Linked DNA regions of Mus musculus: all the other regions are linked to region 2. A link is a contact called in public Hi-C and HiChIP or PLAC-seq data. All regions are on one chromosome and are shown on one strand. Each heading gives the region's core, a stretch centred on a gene start, on an enhancer-like site or on the middle of the called end of the contact. The rest is flanking DNA. Distances are from core to core; before and after follow the strand shown. Region 1 overlaps Gm35126 (a long non-coding RNA gene). Region 2 holds the start of Tcf21 (transcription factor 21). Region 3 has its middle 50 kb from the start of Gm35179.

Evidence for each region. A called contact is a pair of places that touch in the nucleus more often than the background predicts. HiChIP or PLAC-seq counts read pairs in DNA pulled down with a chosen protein or histone mark.
Region 1: an H3K27ac HiChIP or PLAC-seq map of heart atrium shows a contact between it and region 2, with 7 read pairs. The contact joins the enhancer-like site here to the promoter of Tcf21 in region 2. A contact is called at or near these places in 2 of 39 promoter capture datasets (3T3-L1-derived adipocytes and stem cell-derived epiblast-like cells), 3 of 484 Hi-C or Micro-C datasets (all in uterus), 3 of 115 datasets of contacts at active chromatin or transcription factors (cardiomyocytes, embryonic limb bud and heart atrium) and 1 of 9 other capture datasets (embryonic stem cells).
Region 3: a contact with region 2 is called in a Hi-C map of uterus, with 3 times the contacts expected there. The contact joins the enhancer-like site here to the promoter of Tcf21 in region 2. A contact is called at or near these places in 14 of 39 promoter capture datasets (the 3T3-L1 cell line, the C10 cell line, cranial neural crest and 7 more), 3 of 484 Hi-C or Micro-C datasets (all in uterus), 5 of 115 datasets of contacts at active chromatin or transcription factors (craniofacial prominence, embryonic forebrain, forebrain and 2 more) and 3 of 9 other capture datasets (embryonic stem cells, macrophages and pancreatic islet).

The regions. Positions count from the first base shown.
Region 1 is chr10:22,980,557-22,983,256 of GRCm38.p6, forward strand. Gm35126 (a long non-coding RNA gene) reads left to right here. Exons shown (of 3, transcript XR_380184.2): 2 at 2,506-2,576. Among named protein-coding and RNA genes, the nearest start is that of Gm35126, 5.5 kb to the left of the region's middle. Within about 2 kb of position 1,360, at least 8 of the 459 cell types and tissues checked have an H3K27ac peak or open chromatin away from gene starts, as enhancers often do. A contact at or near this core is called in heart atrium, where this site is marked.
Region 2 is chr10:22,818,799-22,821,498 of GRCm38.p6, forward strand. It overlaps Tcf21 (transcription factor 21), which reads right to left and starts at 1,345. Exons shown (of 2, transcript NM_011545.2): 1 at 656-1,345. The coding sequence starts at 1,105. The region is part of intron 4 of Gm10824 (a long non-coding RNA gene); the gene reads left to right.
Region 3 is chr10:23,051,468-23,054,167 of GRCm38.p6, forward strand. No RefSeq gene overlaps it. Among named protein-coding and RNA genes, the nearest start is that of Gm35179, 50 kb to the left of the region's middle. Within about 2 kb of position 1,449, at least 3 of the 459 cell types and tissues checked have an H3K27ac peak or open chromatin away from gene starts, as enhancers often do. A contact at or near this core is called in uterus, where this site is marked.

The DNA of each region.
Region 1 (2,700 bases), core at 110-2,609, 160 kb after region 2:
TATGCCTCTGACCTCTCTGAGAAACCAAAGTATGAGTGACTACATGGCAAAGGAGAGCTAAGGGCATTGGTTTAGGAGAAGCTGGAGGCCCAGGAAGGCACTAACTACCTGTTGTTGGTTCTTTTCACGGTCACAGCAAGGGTCAAAGGTTTCATTACATCAAACTATTATTTTCCCTCAAAAGAAACATTCTGAGTATTTAAATGAGTCAAGTGTTGAAAGAATATAGATGAATGGGACCTGAGACAATGCTGGGGATAGAACAACTGATTTGGAAAGGCAATTCTCTCTCTAAAGTAATGAAACACACACGTGCTCATCCAAAGCAGTCCATTTGTTGGAGGTACTCACGAATCTCCTGAACCAATAGCCACGCACCAACTGCCAAAGGTGTGTGCTCAGAGCACCAGAAAGAGCACACCATGGCAGGGACCCAGGTACGTTTTAGTCCAGTCATACAGAAGCCTACTGAGCTCAATGGTCCAAATGAGGGATCCCCGACCTTCAGGAACATGTGAATGCACCTAGAAAATGTTTAAGTGAAGACATGGTGTTGTGGTTTGAATATGGAATGCCCCTCATAGGAGGGATACAGTTGCACATTTGGCTCCCACCTCCTTGGGAAAGTTATGGAATCTTTAGAAGATGAGGAAGCCTTGGTGGAGGAAGCATCACAAAGGGTGGCTCTCCTTGCTGTTTTGTCTGCCTTCAGACTGCTCTGGCAATAGAACAAGCTTGTCTTGTGCTCCTGCCACCATATCTTTCATACCATGGCTGAGTTTATCTCTCTGGAACAACAAACAGGAGCAATGCCTTCTCTCTCCTAAGTTGTTTTCATTGGGGTATTTGACTGACAGCCACAAAAACCTGGTAAATCCCAGAAAACTATAGATAGCGTGATACTGTGGTTGAAAAACTCAGAAACTGAACACTTTGTGGTTTAAACATACATACCTAAATAATGGAATCATTCTTAAAAGCATGACAATTTTAAACATAAAACTGTAGATAATAGTTAGCTTAGTGGTAGGGAGAGGCATGGTAGATTAGGATAAAGGAATCAATTATTATTGATACTGTCAATCTTATTGGAGATACTTTCTAAGTCACAAAGAGGTCATATACATTCATATATGTGTAAAAATATAATCCCAGGATGATAAAGAATAAAGGAAGAATTTCGGTATCATCGCCTTTTCTTTCTCTCTACTCTTAATAAAGAGGAATGAGTGACTGAGAAGTGTTGATTACTCACAAAAATGGATCCGTGTCAATCTTGCTGTCTGCAACACATGACTTCCCTTGCAGGAAGTGTCTGCGTGGAGCCTCACTATCAGCTCCAGACATGAGACCCACATCCAACAGGACATGGGAGGCTTTTAGTTGTCACAGGCTTCCCCTAGAGAATCCACCCAGTCCCTGGACTTGTCAGCTGTGTCATAATTTCTTTCAGAGCAGAACACTTCCAGCTGTTGTGGCTAGGCAGCAGCAGGTTCCTATCTGAGGACAGCAGGGTCGTGTGGCACACCACAGCTGGGGCAGTGTCAGGGCAGCACGTGGTCTCCATACACAGTAGCAGAGCGCAAGAGACAGCAATTAGCACCAGGAGAATGAAGATGAACGGGGACATACACATAACCTTCATAAAAGTGTCACAGGGAACAGAACTCACAAACCATATGGATTTGTGCTGGGAATGCAATGTCCTTCCACAGCAGTGTTCCTGGCCAGTTCTATCAAGAGGAGTTTAAAGAAGGACACTTCTCTGGTGACAGAAGAGAAGAACAGTTATATCTTGAGGTTTTGAGGTGTTCTGTATTCTGAGATTCTGTGTCAGCTACGACATCTGCACAAGTCAGCGACAGCTCTTTAGGTGGTACTCCTCTTTTGTAATTTCTCCTTGTTGATGTTTGGCAATGCTGTTTAAACCATCTTGGCAGTGCCCTCCAACGTACTTGAAAGATCAATTCTACATGCTCTTAGTGTATGGCAAATGATCCCTAGAAGCTCAGGGTGACTGCTTGAAGCAGAAAATAAGCCAAAGTGATTTGTGTTAATTTGTGATTACTGGGAGGACTGGAGAACAGACTCCTGCACTCAGACCTGGGAGGACCGGAGAACAGACTCTTGCATGCTGACTCGCACTAAAGAAAACGCCAAGTGATAGCTTGACATCACTCACAGGCAATACTGCCACTGCTGGTGACCACAAGGTAATGAGAATGTCTGGTAAAACAGAGGAAGTGGCCACCAACACCATGAGAGGAAGAATTGTTTTCGCTTTCTATGGTGGTACTGAAGGTCAACTCTAGGGCTTCATGCATGTTGCTCTGGTACCGTACCACTGGACCTCATTCCAACCTTTACCAACTTTTATTGAGATGTTAGCTTCTGATTTAGAGTCAAACAGTCTTTATTTCTGTATTTATAGTGTACCTGATGCCATTCTAGGTGCTTGTGATGTATCACAGAGAGAACTAAATAGATTCCTATATCCTTTTTTAGAAGGAATGGTCTAGCACCTATGGGGAGAAGGAGCACTGAGAGACTGAAGAATCGAATCGCTTTGTACAGAAGTAAGTGTGTAGATTGACATGTGAGGGGCAATGAGGGCAGCAGAGGGGCTGGATTGTTTACATGTTTCTGGGGAGACAGGTCTACACACCAGTTAGCCAAAACAGCGGATAAGAAAGAAGTAGT
Region 2 (2,700 bases), core at 95-2,594:
AATACCTCTGAGAAAGTCGATTCAGGAACCAGCACTTGCTTTTCAAAAATTAGGCTCATTCATTGTGACTGGTAGTAGAACCCATGGCTGTTATTTTGTCCAGTACTAGGACCTGAGCGGATTTACTGATTGCGTTGACAGTGGCTGGAATTTCTGGGATTTAAAATGGTAATCTACTTAGCCAAACACAGAATATTTAAGTAGCTGGGGGGGGGGGGGATTTGCATAGACAGTTATGGAGGTGGAAGAACATAAATATGTCTGCATTTAATAGCCCTAAATATACCAGCGGAAAGAACTGACTTAGGTGCTTATAAGAATCGGAGGGGGAACTCAAGTTTGCTCTTAGCCAAAAGAGACAAAGTAAGATAGGTCTTCTGGGTGCCCAGCGTCTGCTCAGTTTCACGACAGAGGAAATGGCACCCTGCGCGGGGATCCCTGGTCTTTGCCAACTGAATACCCTCGGAAATCCCTTAATGGGGTGCCACGTCAAACCCTAGCACAAATCACTCGCGGGCTCGGGGCGCTTGGTGCAGAGAGCCAGGGCGCTGCGTGGAGCCCGCGCGGAGGTTCCCAGAGATGCTAGGGCGGCGATTTAACGAGTCACGCTCTCGCCCGCGTCCCCAGGCCCAGCCAGAGGCGCGGGAGGACTCACCAGGTTGACTGGGTGAATGTAACCGTTCTCGTACTTGTCGTTGGCCAGGATCTGCCTTAAGTGAGCGATGTAGCTGGACGCCAGCCTGAGAGTGTCCAGCTTGGAGAGCTTGGTGTCCGGGGGCACCCAGGGCAGGGTGGTCTTGAGCCTGGAGAAGGCCTTGCTCAGCACCCGCATGCGGGCCCGCTCACGAGCATTGGCCGCGTTGCGCTGGACCTGCTTGCCCTCCTGGCTGACCCCGCTGAGCGGGCTTTTCTTAGTGGGCGCCTTCCTCCTCTTGCCTAGGCCACCGCGACCCTTCTGTGGAGACCCGTTCTCGCAGTTGGAGCCCTCCTCGGTGCTCTCGTTGGAAGTTCCAAACTCCTTGTTGGAGTCCACTTTCAGGGAGTCACAGTCCAGCATCTCCACCTCTTGAAGGTCTTCTACATCGCTGAGGGAGCCAGTGGACATGTTTAGAGAGGTGGAGGGAGGGAGGGAGAGAGAGACGCTGAAACGGAAACGAAAGGGTCTCAAAAGTTTGGAGCTGCCACTTCGTGTGTTGGGTTTGAGGTGGGATCTGGCAGTCCCGTCCCCCAGCTTTCCCTTTACAGAGTCGTGGAAAACGATCACAAGGGATCCCGCGACAGGGAAACCAGTGCTCTATCTCCCCACCACTGGAGTCCTGGCCTTAACGGAGAGTGAAAGAGCGCCGAGGAATTTGGTGGACACTAAGAATTTATCTGGGGAATAGAGAGGCGGATCCATGCAGCCCAGGGGAGGGGCCTGCTAGGCCCAACAGACTTCCCAGACCCCTTTCACAAGCACAGGAGACTTCACGCTCAGACCTGGTTTCCAGCAACCGATTGCAACATGCCTGTACCGGATTCCTTCTTCCTCTCAAGTCAAGGAGTAACTTAGAACCATTGCCGAGACTCATCTCCTAAGGCCCCTTTCCTTTGAGGGAATCCCAACTGATTGCTCTGAGAACTCAGAGAAAGGGCCAGACCCTTTGCTCTAAGTGGCCTTTCCCCCTAAAACATCTCACAGTCACTCTTCCTCCCAAGAAATAACAATCAAAACCCTGCAGCCCTTAGTTAATACCGGCTAAGACCACAGGGCTTTACCAAGACTGCATTACCGTGCACTGGCTAACACAGAAGTCATAGGTCCTATTTGTCCGGACGAGAAGAGGCGTATTTTACCAAACCAAATGTTTGAAAGGAAAATGCTGATCGCTGGGACGATTTTTTTTTCCAGATGCATTTTACTGTTTAAAATTTACCTGAGGTAAATAGGGGAAGGAAGTGGTAGAAAGAAATTACTGGAGAGAAGGAAGGGAGAGAGGGTGAGAAGGAAGGAGGGAGGGAGGGAAAATAAGAAAAAGAAAATCCATTACCATCCAGTCTCTTTGAAGGTATCAGGGAATTGCTAGTGCATAGGAACACACTTGACTACTGAACACACATGTACACACAAACACACACACACACACACACACACACACACACACACACACCATACATGCAGTTGACTGGGAATGGGCAGGCGATGAGAGAGGTTATATGGATTTGTGGAACATATTTTGCGAGCTGAGAATCTTTCCAGTGAGATGCAACTCACTTCTCTCCTGTCTTAAAGAAGACTCTGTGGCTCCTGGCAGCCTCTCTTTGCCTGACACCTTTTGTAAAGACTGTATATTTTCTTCTTGTGCTTGCTTTCTCTTCTCCCATCCTCTGGGCTACTAGGGTTCCTCATAGAGAGCTGGCCTAATAAAACACAAAACAGGACTCATGGCTTTGGAGAAAGAACCTTTCCCATCCTTCATTCCAGCTGGGACTGTCTTTCTCAGGGAATGATAGTCATCTGGGAGGTAAGAAGAAAAGCAAAGGGAACAGGAACCCAGGGACTGAATGAAGGGAGATGAAATGGTTTTTGTTTTTTCCCCTCAGGAAAAAAAAAAAAAAAAAAAAAAAACCACTGTCAGATTTCGTAACCTTACAATTAGGCACTGAGGATTGGGGGCAGGAGCTAAGAGTAACTCTCTCCATGGCTGACTCTGAGTCCAA
Region 3 (2,700 bases), core at 199-2,698, 230 kb after region 2:
ATTAAGTTGAAAAATAAATAAATTGAACTGAAGTAATGTGAGGTTTAATGGTAGATAGTAGAAAATATCTTTGAAATCAAGAAGAAAAATGCACCTGTGTAGAGTTGTGATTGAATCTTAAATGTTACCCCCAAGCCCATATGTTGAATTTCTTATTCCCAGCTGGGTTACTATTGGAGGTGGTAGAAACCTGCGCAGTCAGGAGTGGTGTTGGGAGGATTAGCTCACTGTGAGTATGGCTTCACAGGGGACAATGGAAACCAGGTGGCCTTGCTTCTTCTCTCTGTTGGTCACATCTGGCTTGCCAGGACCTGAACCATTGCATGGCCCACCACGGTACATGGCCTCACCTTCAAGATCAGCATCGGCCAAGGCCCAGAGTGATGGAGTTGGGTGATATAAGCAGAAGGATCCTGTCAAGATACATCTTACCCAATCTAAGTTGACTACCTTCAGTATTGTAACGGCATCAGAAAACTGATTACAATACCCAGTACTGCAATCATTTTAAATAGTGCATTGACAGTATTAGATAATTGACCGAAAAATAATAAAACTAAATGCATATCTTATTTATAATATAGAAAGCAACATTATCATAACTTACACAAGCCCTTCTATCCCTATGAACTGAAAAGCATAACATAATAGGAGATTCAGTCAGCCTACTGGTTAGAAACTGACAGTCAAGTCACTAATTCCACTTCATACAAAAAAAGAAAAAAAGGAGGAAGGTCCATATTACAGGCTACAGCCAATTCAAAATGGCTGTTTTTTCAATACATAGGCACTAGGTGTAACAAGAATTGTACAGTACTATGTGAATATATTTTTGAAATTTTTATGAAGCATGAGGAACATTTATAGAAGAATTTAAGGGTACAAAGATGTCCACTTTCCAGATGAATCTATACATTCTATATGTTCAAACGAACAGCAAACAAGGGTGAAAAAATACATATTGGTTTATTTGCATAAATTGACACGTAAGTGTAACTAGGGAAACCATGGGGTTGAGTCCTCAGAAGGCACTGGCTACCCATGCACAGTAGGCTCACTTACGGGGAACTTTGACTCGGGCACCCACACTGGGCCACTCAGAGCACAAGAGGACAACGTTAGCAGCTGCGAGCCGTCATGCGGCATCTCACTTAAAATGTCATGTGTGCTACTTGGTTTAAATTGTCACCCCTCCAGCAACCACAAACAATGCAGACACAGCAGATGTGTTTTCTATTTAGAATTAAACAGTTTATCTCAACCACTGTCATTGTTATAGGCAAAAAATAAATAAATATCCATCTTAATGTAAACTTCAAAAGGTACTTTCTGGCAACACGAGATCCTTTCAAATCCAAAGTCCTCTGAGAAAACAAGGGTCTGACCACAGATTGCTATTTTAAATTGGGATGCTGGCAGCCCTGAGAGTTGTAAAATGCAGCCTGGTCGAAGATTTTTGGCCAGATATTACATACAATAACTCATGTCATTGATGCTTAATGGTCCAGAACATTGAGTAAACATCATAAATGTCTTCTGTTATTAAACGTTCCCTTCAAACATGTTGTTTAACTCTTTCACTAATGTATAGAAAATACGAAATCAGAAACAGTGATTGGTCCTTACAGCCATCTTTGACTTGCCTACCTCCCAGATATTTTGGAAAACTCATGCCACCCCCACAGTAGAGCACCATATAGCATCTCTACCTTGAGCTCAGGCATTCTTTCTGGAAGTTAGGCTACTTGTAAGCTTGACTGTGTTAGGTCAAGTTCAAACTACCACCCATGTATTCAGAAGACTATAACTTTGTTCTCTCTGAAGTTGGGAGGCAGCCGTCCTCTGTGATAATGGCAAGAGAAATATGGGTGTTTTCTTATATGAGGTTACAAAGACTAGGAAAATGCTACTTTGCAAAGATCATTTTACAAGAATAACAATTACTGTAGTAAAAGAAAAGCAAAAATTGGTTTGTTAGTAAAAAAAGAAAGCCTATTGGGCAGCCATCGTCGAGTGCAGGGGGTCCAGGTCCACAAATCTTGACATGAGTGCGTTTGTGTTCCTATAATCTGGAGATTCTGTTTAGTCGTTAAACCATGACTCATTTTATCCTGGACACAACCTCCGCTTTTCTCTTCTAGTTTTCTTTTCTTTTTAATCCGTAGCTAAAACATCAGCAAGACGTCTTGCAGTGACATTAAAACTATTACATTTTTCCCATGGAGCTTCTCCACCCCCACCCTCCCTTTCCCCTCCCGATTTGAGTAACTACAGTTGCTCAGCTGTGTTCCTGGGATCATACATTCTCAGAAGTGCAGAGAATTGATGAGTTTTCATGCAGCTTTCTGGTTCTATCAGGGAAGAAAAGGTTCAAACAACACAAAACAAATTCATTACATCCTGCAGTTTTATATAAAGAAGACTTCAACTCACATCTGATAACTTTGCATCCCTCTTCCACAGCTCCCAGGGTTGGCACCCTGTGAGAGGTCCTGCACTTCCTGTACAAGGCCCAATGTTTCCTGTGTACACCTGCCATTGCTCTCAGTTCTGATATTTTTCTAATACGATTTCTACAAGTCACTGCTTTTGCCTTATGTCTATGACTCTCATACAATGTCTCATCCGACAATGATCCACTAAGCATCTCCTATGAAGGAAACCTGTCCTGTCAGATGGACTTGCTAGTTGGACCCCAGT